2 separate regions of the Mus musculus genome follow, and region 2 is linked to region 1. Evidence: chromatin contacts called from public Hi-C data. All regions are on one chromosome and are shown on one strand. The core of a region is the stretch at or near the end of the contact, and the rest is flanking DNA. Distances in the headings are between cores, read along the strand shown.

Evidence for each region. Hi-C and Micro-C count contacts between places; a contact is called where the count stands out from the background.
Region 2: a contact with region 1 is called in a Hi-C map of liver, with 2.0 times the contacts expected there. The contact joins the enhancer-like site here to the promoter of Vac14 in region 1. A contact is called at or near these places in 1 of 15 datasets of contacts at CTCF or cohesin (the NIH/3T3 cell line), 2 of 484 Hi-C or Micro-C datasets (the N1E-115 cell line and liver), 6 of 115 datasets of contacts at active chromatin or transcription factors (the SCID.adh cell line, bone marrow-derived macrophages and embryonic stem cells) and 1 of 9 other capture datasets (liver).

The regions. Positions count from the first base shown.
Region 1 is chr8:110,617,217-110,619,879 of GRCm38.p6, forward strand. It overlaps Vac14 (Vac14 homolog (S. cerevisiae)), which reads left to right and starts at 1,351. Exons shown (of 19, transcript NM_146216.3): 1 at 1,351-1,777. The coding sequence starts at 1,674.
Region 2 is chr8:110,670,936-110,673,598 of GRCm38.p6, forward strand. Vac14 (Vac14 homolog (S. cerevisiae)) reads left to right here. Exons shown (of 19, transcript NM_146216.3): 13 at 91-247. Among named protein-coding and RNA genes, the nearest start is that of n-TGgcc10, 41 kb to the left of the region's middle. Within about 2 kb of position 1,351, at least 39 of the 459 cell types and tissues checked have an H3K27ac peak or open chromatin away from gene starts, as enhancers often do. A contact at or near this core is called in liver, where this site is marked.

The DNA of each region.
Region 1 (2,663 bases), core at 101-2,600:
ATGGTTCATTTCGCCATATAGCTTATATCGCTGAAGGAATTCAAAGTAAGAACATAGAGGCAGGAGCTGATGCAGAGGCCATGGAGGAATGCTACTTACCGGCTTTCTCCTTAAAGCTTGCTCAGCCTACTTTCTTATAGAATCCAGCAACCTCTGCCTAGTGTGGACCCACCCATGGTGGGCAGGACCCTCTCACATCAATCACTAATTAGGAAAATGCCTTACAGGCTCGCCTACAGCCCAATCTTAATGGAGGCATTTTCTCAATTGAGGCTTCCTCCTCTCAGATGATTCTAGCTTGTATCAAGTTGACATAAAAATTAGCCAGGACTTTTTTTTTTTAATCACTATGCATAGAGTCCAGCCTAGGACACATAAGACCTTGTCTCAATAAGGGTGGAAAAATAAGAGCAAAAGAGGACACCTTGCCCGGCATGGGGGCTCACGCCTTTAATCCCAGCACTTGGGAGGCAGAGACAGGAGGATTTCTGAGTTCAAGGCCAGCCTGGTCTTCCAGGACAGCCGGGGCTACACAGAGAAACCCTGTCTCGAAAAAACAAACAGACAGACAGACAAACAAAAAAAAAAAAAAAAAGAGGACACCTGACCTCGGATCTCCATACATATGTACACACACATCTGAGTAGCACATGTGTATTAAATACAATCTGAGGGTTTGACTCAGTTGGTAGACTTGACCAGACCCGGGGTTCCACGCCCAGCACCACATAAGATCAACTGTAGTGACGCTTGCCTGTAATCCCTGCACTCAGCAGATAAAGGCATGAGAATCGAGATTTCAAGGCTATCCTCAGCTATAGAGAGAGTTTGAGACCCTGTCTCTAAAATAATAATTGGATTAGAGGGGTGGCTCAGCAGACAAAGGCATCTGCCGCCAAACCTGGCGGACTGGAGCTCAATCCTGGGACCCCCACATGGTGAGTGGGTGGGGAGATCCGACTCCCTCCCAAGTTGCCCTATGGCCTCCAAAGGCGCTCGTTGGTGCATGCACACACGCAGAAATAAAATGTAAAATCAGACAGATGGTTAAGATATGGTGAAAATGGTGGAAACGTTGGCATACGCGAAAGTGACTGTTAAGTGACCAAAGAATTAATGCATAAATTAAATTTGAGTTAGGCTCCCTCTATAAACTGTTTCCAGAAGCCCCCCGCTCTGCGCAAAGCTCTGGCAGTGAGCCTGAAACGGCTCCCACCACCTGCTCTTCACTCTCAGCAAAAACCCGCACCGAAGCCAGCAGCAGGTGAAGAGTGGGGTGGATCCCTGACAAGTGTGGCCAATCCGCTGCAGCAAGCACGAGAGGGCGTGGCCTGGGGGGGCGGAACCTTCGGTCGGCGGAAGGCGGAAGTGCTCGCGGCGTCACGTGACCTGAGTAACATGGCCGCGGCCCAGTGAGCGTTGCCGGTTCCTGGCGGGAGCTGGTCGCGTGAGCCGTGGGGCGGACCGGGTCGCGCGTGGGAGAGCAGGGTCGGAGCAGGGGGACCCGAGGCGGCGCGTGGCGGCGGGACGAGGCAGGCGGGCCCTGGGCGGCATAGCCCATGAGCAGGCTCCGGTGTCCGCGCGGAGCCGCACACTCCCCCGGCCCTGGCACGGCCCAGGCAACCTCGGGCTAAGGTGTCTGGAGGCTCCCAGGCGCAGCGCGAGCTGCCACCATGAACCCAGAGAAGGATTTTGCGCCGCTCACTCCCAACATCGTAAGGGCCCTGAATGATAAACTCTACGAAAAGCGGAAGGTTGCAGCGCTGGAGATCGAGAAGTAAGAGCTCCTGGGACCCCGCCCTGGCTTTGCAGCGCCTAGCGGTTCTGCTTGCCCGCGGCGAGGGTTCGGTATTGACCTCTCCGGTTTCAGCTCTTAGCACATTGCTTTAGAGCGGGAAATCCAAGAGCCCTATCTTTGCTAGTCTTAACCTCCTGGTGCTCCCAGATAGCAGTGAAAATGAATTGACTTAAGGTATGTGCAGAACCTAGCGCAGTACCTGACACATTCAGTGTGGCCTCAGTCAAAAGCCAGCTAGATCGGAGAGTGGCCTCTCTGAGGAGGTGGAGAATTTGCTTATGGTGTCCCGCCTTCTCTTTGCAGCTTCTGAAGTGGCCAAGTGTAGAAATAGGTCAAAGCACGTGATCCAATGCTCAGAAGATTGTCAGGCCACCCTCCCTTGCAAGTGAAAATGGGAAGATTTGCCCTTCCCCGCTTCTGCAATAGTATACGTGTGTGTAATAGTGCACTGGTGTTTCCAGGTGTTCGAAATAGGGAATGTTTAATTCGGTAATGTTTTGCTGAGTATGTGAGAGAGCACGTGTTTTTCCCCCAGCCAAATCTTAGTAACAGTCAGTTGAGTAGGTGGTTTCAGAAGAGTAGAAAGCAGCAGCCTGTAAAACTAGAAAAACATTAGGAGTTAAGACATCCAACTTGGTAACAGCGGACCATATGTGTCTATGTAAATTTAAGTTAACCAGAGTAGTGACACAGGCTTGAGATTTGGCACTTGGAAGGCTCGGGCAGAAATACTGTACTCGTTTGAGATTAGCATTGGTCACGGGGCTAGATCCAGTCTCAACAACAACAACAAAGTAATGAATCAGTACAAATTGTAAATTCAGCACGTCAGTTTCACTACCCATAATCTGGGTGTTCAGGAGCC
Region 2 (2,663 bases), core at 101-2,600, 54 kb after region 1:
GAGCCACCCCTCATCACTGACTTCACCTCTACCACATCAGCTCAGCTCATAGTAGGGAGTTTGTCCTTTATCCTCCGCTTGTCTCCCCAGGTTGTCTTGAAGGATCTGGAAGTGTTGGCAGAAATTGCTTCCTCCCCTGCAGGCCAGACGGATGACCCAGGTGCACCTGATGGCCCTGACCTCCGAGTCAACCACTCGGAGCTTCAGGTGCCCACCTCCGGCAGAGCCAACCTACTAAACCCTCCCAGTAAGTATTTCCCTGAAGTGTCTGGCCTAAGGAGCACTGAGTCTTATTCTAGCCCAGGAAGTCACTTATAAATGTGTTCTGCCATTTATGAGAGTCAGTGGCTTGCCTACCCGTGGTCTTCTACCACAAGAGGCAGCCTCTGCCTCCTGGCTCATACTCCATTCGCCCCCTGAAGAGACCCTCACAGCCCTCATCTTCAGCTCTTTTGATGTTTTTAAACCACTGACTAAGCACAAAACCCTCTGAGACAATTTCTCTCCACAGGCAGGCAGCCAGCCAGGGCCTTCAGTCTTAGGTCTCACAGGTGGAAGAAAGCTAGGCAGCCATTTCCTCTTCACTGAAGCTCAGAATAGCTCAGCATGGCAGGCAGCCCAGGCAAGAGACAGGATAATTCAAACATGCTGTTTCCGGGCTGTCCTTGCAAGCAAAGGTAGCCAAGTGCTTGTTCTTCGGGTTCCTTCGGGATGTCAGGTAGCTCTTCTCCCTGGCCACGCTGCCCACCCGCTCCTCTTCTCAGGCAGAGACCACCTCCCTCAGCCATGTGAGCCTTAAAAAGGCCCAAGGACACAGGTTAGTAGGAAATTACCTGGTGGGTCTTGGATGTTTGCCAGGTCTTTGTCCCTCAAACCCCTCATGCCGTCCAGACACCAGGACCTCATTAGCTTCTCATAGACTCACAACCTTTCGGTGACATTGTTCCTCCTGCAGCTCTGTAGCACTTTGGGCCCTAGCCCCAGCCAGGCCCATATTATACCTGCACTGCTCCACTAGAAGCTCCCTGATGTTTGGCCAGACACTATGCCCAGTGTCTGAGAAGTTCGCAGTATTTTTCAGAGCTCCACAGGCTTTGGTGCACCCCTGGATATGCCAAGTCAGATCACAGAAGGCCATGTGCTGAGGACACGTATCCATGACAAAGAAAGCCATGGGTCACTCAAGCCCTGTAGCAGGAAACACATGGGAGCCCAGGCCTCAGGCTCTGCTGCCGCACACTCTCCCTACTGGGTTACAGTGGTAAATTCTGGAGCCCAGGCCTCAGGCTCTCCTGCTACATGTTCTCCCTGCTGGGTTACAGTGATGAACTCTAGCCCAGCCTGGCTTCCTCCCTTCCGTTTCCCCAGGATGCCATCACTTCCTCACTCAGGAGACCAGCTTCCCCTGGGCAGTCATTAGCTGTGGTCAAGGAAACAGCCCCCATATCCTGATGCCAGGACCCATGCTGTGGCTCCCACCTCCTGTCCCTCAGCAGAGGAGTTCACTGTGTACCCTCTGTCTCTAAGTCAGCATATAGGGGCCAGCCCCAAGACTGGGGACAGATGATAGAGATCAAGTGTGGTGGTGCAGAACAGTGGGAGCTAAGTGAGGTAGAGAGAGGCTTTTCCTCAGATAGGAGAGATGGGGACAGGGAACCCAGAAGAGAGGAGTCCTGCAGTGGCCCTCAGTCCTTCCTCGCCAGGAAACAGCATGCTACCATCTTCTCTATCCTCAGAGTGACATCAGCAGGATCCTTGAGCAGACTGTGATACCTAGTGCTCCCAGAACCCTCAGGGGTCCTTCCCTTCATCTGTTAGCATGTTTTCTCTCCCTCCCAAGCATAAAGAAGTTGATAGCTGAAATGTGGGTTCATGCTACTGAGGGTATGAACCAAGAAACTGTTTTGGGCACCCACCTTAGAGTTGGGGTCCTGCAAGATTCCTTGGGGCACTGGGATAATCAAGATCAGCCACTGCTTAGAGACAAGAGCTGAGGACATTTACCCTGCAGAGAACTCTGAATCTGAGCTCCTCACCCCACCAAAATGGGTAGGAGGCTAATGAGGCTGAAGGGGTGAGACTCTTACCCTGGCCTGCAGAAACTATCAGAATGGCTCACCTCAGCCAGAGACACTGAGAAATCATAGGAAAAACAACAACAAAAATCCCAGATGGTAAAAAAGTCAGTCCTGGGAAGACTCCTGGGGAAGAGCCTATATCCAGTCCTGTGATTTCTTTCACAAACCCATTATACTGTGAGCCACAAAGTTAGCCTGAGCCATTTGTGGAACTCAGAGCTATGAGACCCCCTGGGCAGATGCGTTCATACATGCACATCTGCAGCTGGCATCAGAGTTTACAAGTATGTTCCTGGCTCTGGAAGGTCGGGATCAAATCAGTAATAAAGGAATGCAGGAAACCAGTCTGTCCTCTGCCCTCTCCTGGCACAGCTGCCTTATGGGGTGTTGTTGAGGTCAGAAAGCATGCAGGAAGTGTCCTCATTTTTCTGCTGGCCATGCTTCCCAGAGTACTTCCCAGGCATTCAGTGTGGTTCTGTCTCCTCCTGTGCACCCATGCACATGGACAGAGGATGCAAGGCCAGCCCTCCTTCCTGCCTCAAGTCTTATACCTCTCTAGGACACAACTCTGAGAACATGAGACAG